Linked DNA regions of Sus scrofa: region 1 is linked to region 2. The links are chromatin contacts, called in public HiChIP or PLAC-seq maps. All regions are on one chromosome and are shown on one strand. The core of a region is the stretch at or near the end of the contact, and the rest is flanking DNA. Distances in the headings are between cores, read along the strand shown. Region 1 holds the start of SH3BP5 (SH3 domain-binding protein 5). Region 2 overlaps SH3BP5 (SH3 domain-binding protein 5).

Region 1 (6,712 bases), core at 1,487-3,986, 37 kb before region 2:
TTATTTTAGAAATATACAAATAATCATAAATATACCTACCCTCTTTGTAAAAAATGAAAACATGATTGAGGTGTTCCCATTGTGGCTCAGTAGGTTAAGAACCTGACTAGTACCCATGAGGATGCAGGTTTGACCCCTGGCTTCGCTCAATGGGTTAAGGATCTGGCATTGCCACAAGCTGTGGCATAGGTCACAGATTTGGCTTGGATCTGGTATTGCTGTGGCTGTGGTGTAGGCCAGCTGCTGCAGCTCCAATTCAACCCCTAGCCTGGGAATTTCTATATGCTGCAGGTGAGGTCCTAAAAAGACAAAAAAAAAGAAAAAGAAAAGAAAAGAAAATATCGAGCGATTAAAAGTTCCCTTTGACCACCCCCCAATCCTAGCCAATCTTGGCCCCTCCCTCCCTTTTCCAGGGCTAGCCATCCTTTGTTGGGTATGAATCCTTCCTTTTAAACCTTTTTCCTATACAGCGATGTGCATATGTATGTAATGAAATACATCGTACCGCAGTGGTTTATTTTCCTTATTTTAGCTTCAGAACACTATTTGGGATTCATGCTATGGCTGGTCCAGGTCTTCTAAAAGAGCAACAACAACATCCACAACCAAAGTCTAAACTGAGGTTCTAGAGCAGTTTCCCTATGTCCCATAGAGGCATTTTGAGCCACCCTATTGCTCTTAGATCCAAGCTTAAATAGAAATGTATTTTGGAGGCTGTTGTTTGAGTTGAGAAGCATTTAGAACCAGGGCTGACCTCACTTTCCTTGTTTTCAACCTCTGTCTCAGTTTGTTCACAATCAGGATGAAACTGCTCAGTTATAGGCTCAATCCTGAGCCACCAAGGAAACACTGGTGGCTCTTGTGTCCTAAAGTGACTCTTTTGTTGTTGTTGTTGTTGTTTTGTTTTTTAGGGCCACATCTGAGGCATACGGAAGTTTCCAGACTACAGGAAAAATCAGAGCTGCACCTGCTGACCTATACCACAGCCACAGCAATGCTGGATCCAAGCTGCGTCTGCGAACTACACCACAGCTCATGGCAATGCTAGATCCTTAACCCACTGAGTGAGGCCAGGGATCAAACCCGTATCCTCATGGATACTAGTTGGGTTTGTAACCCGCTGAGCCACAACAGTTACTCTTAATGGCCGTCTTGATCCTGACTTCACCTACCACTGGAAAACGAAATGCAACCATGTGTTTAGCAAGGAGCTTGAGAACATCTCTCAAAGAATTGCTGACGCTTCCTTGATTTAAAGAACAATGAACAGGTGTGACCTGTTTAGAAACAAACCCAAGGCTCTACTTCCAGGAGACAACAAAGGTTCTTTGACAGTGGACCACAGTGTCTGAGTGTGTAGGGTGGAAGCCTGCCCAAAGAGTAAACACCCCCCTCCAACTAAGCCTTTCAGAAAACCATTATAAGCAGGTTTTTCCAAGCTTGGCTTTAATGACAGGCTCTCAGAAAGAAGCTCCTTTCTCAAGCAAGTCTTCCCTTCAAACTCACAGAGCCCATGGGCCACGAGCCTCCATGTAGGAAGTGTGTACACCCTGCAATTTTGTAGTGAAGGAGACATTAGCAATGGCCAGTGGCAATGTCCTTGCCTGCTTCACTAAAGTCATCTGACTTTCTGCTCCCCTGACATCACAGTGGATCTGACATTTCATAAAAGCACAGATATACCCTTATTCTTTGGCTTTTTGTGATGTTGAGTTTGCCAGGCAAGTAAGTTCTGGCTCCCTACCTGTTTGGGTGGGCAGGAAAACTTACTAGCTCATAAATCCTTGGACAGAGTGTGTCCATTAACAGGGGTTACACTCACATCTTTTTTTCTTTTTCTTTTTCCCGCTACCCCTGGAGTATATGGAAGTTCCTGGGCTAGGGGTTGAATCAGCACTGCAGCTAGGTCCCTAACACCACCAGCCACAGGCAAGGTGGGAGCCGAGATGCATCTGCAACCTATGGTTGCCTGCAGCAAGGCTGGAACCATACTCATTGATCGAGGCCAGGGATTGAAACTATCTCCTCACAGTGACACTGTCAGGTCCTTAACCCACTGAGCCACAATGGGAACTCCACACACTCACATCTTCTTGAGAAGGCTGTACCCACCCACTGATCTGTGGATTTTCCATGCGTCCTGGCTATTCAGGGAGGATCACCTAACCCATCGAAAAGCACGTAGCTTGGCCCAGTGGGGGCCACAGCCTTTGGACCAAGAATCCACGCATGGAGCTGCAGCTGGCTCCTCTCTTTATCCTTTTGTGTTTATGTGAGTATATGTTGTAGTTCCCTGTTCTGGGGAAATCTTCAGGTGGATTCAATTCCCAAGGTCACCCACGGGGGCAAAGCGCTTCCAGTGTATACAGGAGTTTGAGTGAGTCTTGAAACTGGTCCCGGGTCACTGAATACCAGCTTCTAAAGGTGACTTCAGACAGTGGCAATACCCCTAACTTCCCTTCCAAGCAGTTAGTTTGCCTGGGCAGAGGAGGGAGGGAGAAAAGCACTCTTGTCACCAGGCGGCTGACGTTGGGGAGCTTGTGATCTCTCCGGGCTGCTAAGTTAAAAGGGGTGAGGGCTCCTCCATTTCACGACCCTAAGGTTTTCCGGGAGTGAGGTTTTGTGACGGAGCCCGGGTGCCGGGGCCATAGCTGGGGCCGCGCAGGGCGGGCGGGCCGGCCTGGGGCGGAGCGGGCGGCGCTGCGCTTACTGCCGCGGCGGACAGGGGGCGGCCGCGCCCACTTCCTCCTGCTCGGGGCCGGGGACCCGCGGCAGCAAGCGGCGCTTCCAGAGCGCACCGGGCGGTGGCCAGACGGCCCCGGCCCAGCCTGCGAACGCCACTCCTGCGCTCCGAAGTCCGCCGTTCGCTTCGCTCTCCGGCCACCCGCATGGACGCGGCGCCGAAGCGGAGCCGGCCGGAGGAGGCGGCCGAGCTCCCGCCGCCAGCCCGGGACTCGGAGGAGGAGGAGGAGGAGGAGGGGATGGAGCCAGGGCTGGAGGAGGAGGAAGAAGTGGACCCCCGGATACAGGTAGGGCGCGTGGATCCCGGCAATGGCACTGAGCCCGCCTCGCGGTCCCCGGTGCTTGCACCCGGGAGAGGTGGCCGCGTAGGTCCGGGGCTGGAGGAGACAGTCAGAGTACCCGGCTTCACCCGGTTCCTGGGAGGCTGCGGTGCCCGCGTGGACGCGGCCTGACTCTATCGCGGGGATTACCCCGCAGGATCCGTGGGGTCGCCGCAGCGTGTCCGGCGGCTCGGGAGGGTGTGCAACAAAGAGAAAAGGGGGCGGGGGCGCCACGCCGGGCTCCCGGAGCCCGAGGGCCGCGTGGGCGCGGGCCGGGGGCGGTGGGCGTCGCCGCCCCTGCAGCAGGGTGGCCTCTCATGCTTGGGGTTCGGAGCACTCACCTGGCGGAGGTGCCCGGCCTGAGCCTGCCTGAGCCTTCTCCCTCTTGCTTTGATTCGTTGTTAGCAGGACGAAGGGTTTATTGTCACCACGGCTCAGCCCTCCGCTTGGCCTCAAATGGTTTAAAACCCAGCGTTTCCTCCTTTTGAGGTCGGCAGTGAACAGAAATTGGGGGCTAACAGCGCAAAGCTAACGTGGCGAGAAGGCGAGGGGATTGGCCTGGCTTCCTTGCCTCCATTTCTCTGGGAGATGATTAAAAGACAGTTTCCAAGCCGAGATCTAGCAGCGACAGCTTAACCTCTTCACCCTCTGGGGAAAAAGCACAGCATATTCCGTTCCAAGACTCTTTCCATAAATCATTTTTTAAAATAAATATTGTTTTGCAGCACGCGATGCGATTTCTGAAGACCTAATTGGTTTTTCAGTGCGCAGATCAATTAAAAGCTCATTTAACTCAGCTGTTGGCGTTTAAATGAATTGTTACGGCAGGTTAGCAAGACAAAGATCAGGTGGAAAAATCTTTACATTAGGAATTCTAAATAAAATCAGTTTGAACTACTAAATTTTGTTTTCTGGGTAGGGGAATTCTGTTGACAAGATCCTTTGTTTGCAGAGTAAAATGAGTTAACTTCATACTGGGCACTTTTTTTTTTTTTAAACAAAATGTCAGTTTGTAAATGTTATTTAAAGATCAATGTTTATGTTAGTTTTAGTTTGTTTTGTAAACAGCTAGGAAGGTTGAATAATTGGCAGTTTGAAAAGATTTTCGTCTCTAAAGAAAAATACTCAACCATGGATGAGTAAGTGCCAGAATTCTGCCTTGATATAAATCATTTCACTGGGTTTTTACTTTTGGCATGGTTTTGTTTGCTTGCTCTTACTGGTTTGGGTTTTTTTTTTTTTTTTTTCTTTTTCCTGCAAGTTTTTGCTCTAAAGCAGAGGGTTATTGTTTGGATTCAGCCCTTAAATCATTGTAACAGGTGAGTTTACCTGAAGGCACATACCTGGAATAAAATATTTGACCTTCTAAGAAAAGAAAATTCCTCGGACCTTAGTCATTTTCAGAAGGGCTACCACCCAGATAAAGGTTTCAGAAATGCTGACATTTCATTTGTTCTTTAGCCAAGGCTCAACTGTTTTCCTTGAAAATTAATACTGACTGGTTCCTCTTCCTGCAAATGATGCTGGAGTAATTTTGCAGGTTGGGAGGGGGGCAGAGTCATACCAGAACAAAAGACAATCCCTGAAAGCTTTTTCTCTCCCTTTTCTTCATCAGGGAGAACTGGAGAAGTTAAATCAATCCACGGATGATATCAACAGACGGGAGACTGAACTTGAGGTACAGAAAGCTGGGTGCTTGTTTTTGGGGAAGTGGCGTTGTCTCTCTGACACCAGGCTGGTTCATTTTGTTTTAAGAGGTGGTTGCTGGCATTCACTTTCGCAGTTGAGCAACAGCCTGCGTCTGACAGAATAAATACACCACTGAGTCCAGCTTGTGGGTGGAACACATGTGGATCCAATTTCATATATATTTTTTTAATCATGGAACCTCCATGGGGCCAAAAGCAAGGGCTTTACACAGACTTAAGCCCTGAAGTTAATGTGTCTGTGGAAAAGTTAAAAGGACTGAAGGGGAAATTGGCTGTGTACTTCAATGGACAGGAGTGAATGAGGTCACACAAATCTCTTAAGCATTTTAAGGGAGCTCCTTACATTGGTGCTTGGAAATAGTGTGTGTTTCCTTAGGAAGATTTAGATCTTTATTGACTTTCTGGGCTGAGAACCCTTCCCTCCCCCCACACCCCTACCCCGCTTCTACCCCTTTATTTATCGACTGCTTGTGCGTGGAATATAATCATCTCAATGGTAATGAAAGGCTGTTTTTATTTATTTATTGTCTTTTTGCCATTTCTTGGGCCGCTCCCGCGGCATATGGAGGTTCCCAGGCTAGGGGTCGAATTGGAGCTGTAGCTGCCAGCCTACGCCAGAGCCACAGCAACGCAGGATCCGAGCCATGTCTGCAACCTACACCACAGCTCACGGCCACGCCAGACCCTTAACCCACTGAGCAAGGCCAGGGATCAAACCCACAACCTCATGGTTCCTAGTTCGATTCGTTAACCTCTGAGCCACGATGGGAACTCCATGAAAAGCTGTTCAGACTGGGAAGGGCTTTCCTGCTCAGAAAAATCTTGGGAGACAGGACCTCAATTTGAATTTCATGAGTATCTTCCAACCTGAGTGTAAAGAGATGAACATTCTTCACAGGTCCTAGTTTGTCCCCATCGTTTTCAGCAGCAGTTGGTTTTACCAACCATCAGCCAACTTGAACAACCCCCACTTCTGTCTGAGAACTGCTGTGGGAGGACCTGTTTTTGTAGCAGGGAGAATGCAGGGAAGGTCAGTGGAAAAGGCAGGACACCGCTGGTCCCTGTGAGTCAGGAGTGGGAGATAGGAATGCCATCTCCTCCGCAACACAGGAGCAACCTTGATTTCTGCCTGCATGTCCAGGCTCTGGAGATACAGAACCTAGAGTGGCCCTGGAGGGTTGAAGTGGGTTTTCTGAGCTGTGCACGAAGGGGTCTTGCCAGCCGCTCTGTTCTGACGAGAGGTATCTGTGAACACTGGCTACTCTTCTTCCCCAAGTGAAGTCAAATCTGCAGGTTTCAATTTTTTTCATGTGTGGTGAATGAAGTCTCTTGGGAAATTGAAATCTCTCAGAATCACAGTTTTTTTTTTTAAAGAAAATTTGTAATTTTATTTACTTCATTTTTTATTTTTTAACTAAAAATTTAAAAATTTGTTGAAGTATAGTTGATATATAGTGTTGTTAATTTCTGCTCTACAGCAAAGTGATTCGGTTGTACCTATATAAAAAATTAGTTTTCATATTCTTTTTCACTTTGGTTTACTACAGGATACTGATTTTTAGTTCCCTGTACTCTACAGTAGGACCTTGTTGTCTGTCCATTCTATACATAATAGTTTGCATCTGCTAATCCCAAACTCCCTATCCATCCCTTCCCCTTCCACTTTGGCGACCACAGGTGTGTTCTTTATGTCTGTGGGTCTATTTCTGGGTTTTTTTTGCCATTTTGGTTTTGTATATAAATTCACTTGTATCATTTTTTTATAGATTCCACATATAAGTGATAGCATATGGCATTTGTTTTGTCTGGCTTACTTCACTTAGTATGGTAATCTCTAGGTCCAACCGTGTTGCTGCACATGGCGCTATTTCATTCTTTTCATGGCTGAGTAGTATTCCATAATGTACCACATCTTTATCTGTTCTTCTGCTGATAAATAGT
Region 2 (6,449 bases), core at 2,475-4,974:
GCATCAGGAGGCACAGCCCCTCTCACGTGTTCTCCTTCCTAGTTTGGAAGAAATTAGCCATTTGCTTCTCCTGAAACACTGATTCTTTGTCCTCAAAGCCCAAATAGGCAACTGAGGGACGGGGAAGGAAAGGGGTGGCAGAGGGGGCTCTGGCCAGGCAACTGCTGGGGCCTCGTGGAGCTCTGTTCTGGTTTCAGAGTGTGTCTTCCTTGGATGGCCACTGACATGGGGCATCCCCCAGTCTGATAGCCAGGTCCTGTGAACGGGAAGGAAAAGAGTTCCCGACACCTGGAGGTGCCTGCTGTATGCTGGGCCCTGGGCTGGGACCTTTCATATCTCTTAGCCCATATGGGCTTCCTGCTCAGGGAACTCTTAGCAGTTAGTCTAGATTGAGTTCCTGTCCCTGCTCTGTGCTTATATGATGGGAGATGCTACCCCGCCCCTGCCCCAGCATCTCTACTTGTAAGCAGACGCCCACTGAGGGCTGGTACTATGTGAGCCCTACTGTGTGCACATCGTGTCGTTGGGCGCAGGACGGGGGTGATGGGAAAAGAGCCCTTGGAAAGCGAAGCCCCAGAAACCGAGAAATATGTTGAGATCAGTGCCATTGAGAATGAAGGGCCAGGACTTGGGCATTCCTATTCCTTCACCTGCTCCATGTACCCCTCAGATTTGAACCCCCCAGGTGCATTGGTGGTTCTGCTGAGATCCTAGCTATGTGTTCAGGTTTTACACTCTGAACCCTGAGCTGAGCTGTCTGGTTGGAATGTGCCAGATGTGTTGCCTTTTTTCCTAGACAGACTGGCTGCCCGAAGCCCTTCCTCCTTCCCTGGCCAGCTGCCCTGGGCTGCACAGCATCAGAGTGCCCATTACATGTTGGTCTGTGACAAGCCTGAGCAGTCAGCCCTCTCTCCGCCTCCCCACCCAGACCTCCAGCTTTTCAGGGAGAAAAAAATCTTCTCCAGAAGGTGCTCACCAGTCCCTAGAAACTCCCCAACCCTCGGGCATCCTCCCTCCAAAGTACCTGTGTGCCACAACCTTCAAGGTGCCCCCATGTTGGGGACATGTCTCCTCCAGCTTAGCCTAGGGTATTATTGGTCTTGACCTTGCAGTACAAAGGGTTCTGGTTATGTGTGAGGAGAAAAAAAAAATTCTTTTAACAGTTCCTGAGACATGCGGAAGTTCCCGGGCCAGAGATCGAACCTGAACCACAGCAGTGAAAATGCAGAGTCCTTAACCCCTAGGCCACCAGGGAACTCCAGAAAGTTCTGATAATTTAATGTAAACATTGGGTCAGTGCTGCGGAGGTCATGAAATCTCACCTTCTGAAATTCTTCATCACTTAAGTTTGTGATCCGTTAATTCTTTTGAGGCCACAGATATCGATTTCAAAATATCCCTCTGCTTATGCCATGGAAGACTGAAGAGTGGTGTGTGTGAGCTTCCCCTTGGAGCTGAGGCAATGGCTTCCTTACCTGGAGCTGGCTAAAGGGACGTTGGTGTTCAGGGACCTCTAGAGGTTGGCTCCTCAGGTGGCCAGGTCCAGCTGATGGGCAGTGTCCCTCTTTAGCTGAGCTGGTCAGATGCATTCCCGCCATGGCGTCTTTGAACTTGTGGTCCCTCTGCCATTGTCTTAAATGCAGGATCTGTGGTCCACTCCATCTTTTTTGGTTTTCTGCTCAGATGTCACTTTTATCAACCAGGCTTTCCTGGGCTAAGAGTTAAGTCACAACTGCCAGCCCACCATCTCCACCATCCCAGCCCTTGCTCCTGGTTTGGCTTGTCTCCGTAGCAATTATCATGCCCCAATCTGTTGTTATTGTTCACTTGTTTACAGTCATGAAAGTCCACAAGTTCCTAAACAGGGGATTTGGTCTGTGCGGATCATTGCCATGTTTGCAATACCAGCTTACCAAAACTGTTCGGGTCCGGAGCAAATGAACAAACGAACCGATGTGTGAATGATGAGGTTGACCAGATGTTCCTCCTGGCCCACCCTTGGTGTTTTGAGCCTTCTGTCTCTGTTGCTGCTTTACTCACGGGTTTTTTCCTGTTCATGGCTAGGTGAGCAGAGGAATTAGGAGTGTGACCAGCAGATCCAGCTTTGTCTGGGTTGAGTTCATTCAAATCTAATTTGGCGGGTGGGTCCCCAGTTGGCTGTGACACATCTCAAATAGATTTCATACCACTCCCCAGTTGTCTTTGATGGAAAAAGAGGTCGGAGGGAACTGGATTGGGAGGGTCCCACTCTGGGCTGCAGAGAATTGTGGCTTTTCTCCTTCCTCTCTTCTCTTGGCCAGCAAGGACAAGGGTTGCGACAATTACTGAGTCCCTTGGACTAGCCTCTGAGTCATCAGGTCTCATGAGATAATTACCCAGACCCTGGGGCTGAGTGACTCTCCATCAGCTGGCAGAGCCCACGCTGAGTATCGAGGGAATTCTGCTTGGCTTTATGACTGCAAACCCTCCCCTTAAACTGCCTCCTTGCAGGTGGGCAGGAAGAAGGCTCAGAGTGACCCCTTCCCTCAGCCCCAAGGGACCTTGCTGGTCTCTGGCCGAGGAACTGGAAGGATGCTCAAAGGCTGAGTCTGGGAGTGGATGTCGCTTTTCATTTCTGAGGATGGAGGGCCTTCTGGGCTGGGCTAGGCGGCTAAGTTCTTTCTGTGCATCAGTGTCCTCTGACCTTCCTAGTGGTGAAGCTGCTGCCAGTTGGGGTTTCCTGTTTTCTTCCTCTGGTCTTATTCCCACCCCTTCCTTTTTATATTTACAACACCTCCTGACTGTGTGTAGCAGGGATGGTCTCTGAGAGATGCCTTTGAAGTATCTTCCCCAAGTGTGTATGTGAGGCCCTACATACACACGCATAGCCTCAGCATCCTCATTTCTGTGAAGGCAGTGACCTGAAAACAGTGAAACAGACATGGTCATAAACCATTACAGTCACAAGGTGTTCTTATGACTTAATAAGATAATGTTTGATGACAGAATTCCTACATAACCTTAAGTTTTGGCTTCATTTTAAAAAAAAAATTGTAGAGGAGTTTTCTTATGGCACAGTGGGTTAAGGATCCGGTGTTGTCAGTGCAGCGGCTTGAGTTGCTGCTGTGGTGCGGGTTTGATTCCTCGCCCAGGAACTTCCACATGCTTCAGGCACAGCCAAAAAAAAAAAAAAAAAAAAAAGTAGAAAATTCAGTAAATACACACAAAAAAGAAAATAAGTCCCTATGCCATCTTAATATTTGATGTATCTCTCTTTTTTTTAAATAAGAGATTATACCATAGTGGTGGTTTTATAATGTCTGTCTCAGTGGAACAATAGATACTTACAAAGAGAAGGACTTCTACAGTTTGGTTTTCTGTGAAGAGTTTACAAAGATATGCAATCACTGGGGCAAGTAGAAATTATGTCTGCTCATCAGAAATTTGCACTGACTTTCTTGTTCCTGATGTCAATTCATTTTCGTACCATGAGTCATGAGTCAGATTAGGTCCTGTGATCTTGAAAACCCTGTCCAAATTCTTCCAAGAGGAGGCAGAAAACTTTTTTTTTTTTTTTTTTTTTTTTTTTACTCTAGGCTGGGGTGGGAGCAGGAAACTGGCTTTGATTTATTTGAGGTTTTTGTCTGTGAGCCAGAGCTTGTTTTTAAGGTGGCTTTGACGTATCTGCCAGCCCATCTGGCCTTCAGTGTGTGGCTGGGGACATTCTGACGAGGGGGGCGGAACCCTTGTGACTCAGGAAAATTAACTGGCAGAGAGTTTCTTGCTTACTCTGCTCCCTGGGTTCTAACCGGTCTAAGAGTGGCTCTGGGCCTGTCATTTTATCATTGCTGGTCCCAGCCCTTGAGAATGTTTTCCTCTGTGGTGAACTGTATTTAATATAGGATTTACCATTTTAACTTTTACTTTTTAGGGCTGCATCCATGGCATATGGAAGTTCCCAGGCTAGTGGTCAAATCGAGCTATAGCTGCTGACCTACGCCACAGCAGCAGCAACTTAGGATCTGACCACATTTTGTGTATTCATTCATCCATTGGTGGACATTTGGGCAACACCTTGTTATTTTTAAATGGTTGGAATATGTCAGAAGACTTTGCAACCCCGAAGGCCAGCATAAATGCAAAATAGTGAGGGTTATTCAGGGCTGTCCACTGTCCGTTTTGTGTTTATGGGACCAAGTAAGTTCATGTCCTTTAACCTCCTTTGGGGACGTGAGTGAGGAAGTGTTTGAAACTTAGAGTGACTTAGCTGTAGGACAGCTGATAAAGCTCAGCCTCTGAGCCTGACAGCCTGGCTCTGGATCCCAGCTTTACCACTGAATAGCTATGGGACCTCGGTAGGTTCCTTAATTTCTGTGCCTCATTTTCTTCATCTGTAAAATGGAGTTGTACATCAGGTAGCTTTTGTTGTGAAACAAATCAAACACAGTGGTTGAGATATTCATTTTGCTTGTGACTTTGCTGGGCAGGTTTTCTGATCTCGGGTTTGGCTGATTTCATGAATATACAGTCAGTTGGTAGATTGGCTGGGGGCCGGCTGAGCTGGGATGGCTTTATCTGTCAAGCAGTTGGTGGATTGTCAGCTGAGGCTTCAGGGGTGGCTAGACCACATGCATCTCATCCAACAGGCTAGCTTGGGCTTCTTCCCTTGGTGCTCGGATTCTGCGAACAAAAAGGGCAGGCCCTTTACAAGCCTCTGCTTGTATCACATTTGTTAATGTCTCCTGTTGGGCGGAGGAAGTCACATAGCTAGTCCAAATGCAAGAAGTGGGGAAAAAATAAACTCTACCTGCAAAGTACTTGCAAAGAATTATAGCCATTTTTTGGTTGTTTTTTTTTTTGTTTTGTTTTGTTTTTGCAATTCACCAGCGTGATTAAGTTAGTAGGTGTAAAGCATTTGGATGAATGAAAAACAGTATGAGTTTTTATTCCAGATGTGTTTTTTTTTTTTTTTTTTTTTTTTGTCTTTTTGCTATTTCTTGGGCCGCTCCCGCGGCATATGGAGGTTCCCAGGCTAGGGGTTGAATCGGAGCTGTAGCCACCGGCCTACGCCAGAGCCACAGCAACGTGGGATCCGAGCTGCGTCTGCAACCCACACCACAGCTCACGGCAACACCGGATCGTTAACCCACTGAGCAAGGGCAGGGACCGAACCCGCAACCTCATGTTTCCTAGTCGGATTCGTTAACCACCGCGCCACGGCGAAAACTCCTCCAGATGTAATTTTGTATCAAATACTGTATCTCTAAAGTCAGTCTGCTACATTAAAACAAAACAAAACACCACAACCACAACTGCAAAACATACTCTATAGATAGAAGGTAGCAGAAGAAGCAGTCTTCTTCGGCTGGAAGATGTGGAGACAGAAGGGTGACCCCAGGCAGGATGGGAACGGAATGAGATGCTTGTGAAGATAAAATGTGGCAGAAGATTGAAAATGATGATGAGAGGGTAGCTGACTGAGCTTGTGATGATGGAAAGCCCTCCACGCCTGAGTAGATGAGTGGTGCAGACCTTGAATGCATGGGAAATCAGGTTTCCAATGAAATGAGGCAGGTCACGTGCATCACATCCTTATGTTAATTACAGGAGGAACAGAGGGCTGTGGTCTCTGTTGGGAAATCTGGACTTCGATTTTGTTTGCAGAATATCTGTGGAGAATAGGAGGCCCAGGCTCTGCAGAGCTGGGATGCACACTCAAGGGTATGTCATGTCTGGGTTATACGCTTTACTTGTCCAGCTATTTGTTTTTCTTCTAGTTCATTGTTTTCTTTCATTAAGCAAGTATTTACAGGGTTCCCTCTACATGTTGGGTACAGTTGGGCCACTTGTCAAGAACAGAACAAAGGCTCTGTCCTGTAGAGCTGACATTTCCCTCTTAGCAGTCTTTTTTTTTTTTAATGGCTGCACCCACAGCATGCAGAAGTTCCCGGACCAGGGATCACACTTTGCCACAACAGTGATAATACCAGGTCCTTTAACTGCTAGACCACTAGGGAACTCTGCCTTTAGCAGTCTTATAAAAGTTGTGTGGGATGGCGTATTTTGGGCAAAAGTAGGATTTTTTTTTTTTTTTTTTTTTTTTTTTTGTCTTTTGTTGTTGTTGTTGTTGCTATTTCTTGGGCCGCTCCCGCGGCATATGGAGGTTCCCAGGCTAGGGGTTGAATCGGAGCTGTAGCCACCAGCCTACGCCAGAGCCACAGCAACGCGGGATCCGAGCCGCGTCTGCAACCTACACCACAGCTCACGGCAACGCCGGATCGTTAACCCACTGAGCAAGGGCAGGGACCGAACCCGCAACCTCATGGTTCCTAGTCGGATTCGTTAACCACTGCGCCACGACGGGAACTCCCAAAAGTAGAATTTTTATTACTGATCTGCATTGATGCCTGTGGTGTATGTGTGTGGGGGGGGTGCCATCCCCCCCACCCCCATTTGAGAAATGGAGTGAG

The links. HiChIP or PLAC-seq counts read pairs in DNA pulled down with a chosen protein or histone mark.
Region 1: an H3K27ac HiChIP or PLAC-seq map of skeletal muscle shows a contact between it and region 2. The contact joins the promoter of SH3BP5 here to the enhancer-like site in region 2. A contact is called at or near these places in 1 of 5 promoter capture datasets (fetal skeletal muscle), 14 of 47 Hi-C or Micro-C datasets (blood, embryonic fibroblasts, epiblast stem cells and 9 more) and 2 of 2 datasets of contacts at active chromatin or transcription factors (alveolar macrophages and skeletal muscle).

What each region holds. Positions count from the first base shown.
Region 1 is chr13:2,581,625-2,588,336 of Sscrofa11.1, reverse strand. It overlaps SH3BP5 (SH3 domain-binding protein 5), which reads left to right and starts at 2,736. Exons shown (of 9, transcript XM_003132063.5): 1 at 2,736-3,029; 2 at 4,678-4,740. The coding sequence starts at 2,889.
Region 2 is chr13:2,546,061-2,552,509 of Sscrofa11.1, reverse strand. The region is part of intron 3 of SH3BP5 (SH3 domain-binding protein 5); the gene reads left to right. Among named protein-coding and RNA genes, the nearest start is that of SH3BP5, 36 kb to the left of the region's middle. Within about 2 kb of position 3,724, at least 46 of the 83 cell types and tissues checked have an H3K27ac peak or open chromatin away from gene starts, as enhancers often do. A contact at or near this core is called in alveolar macrophages, embryonic fibroblasts, fetal liver and 5 more, where this site is marked.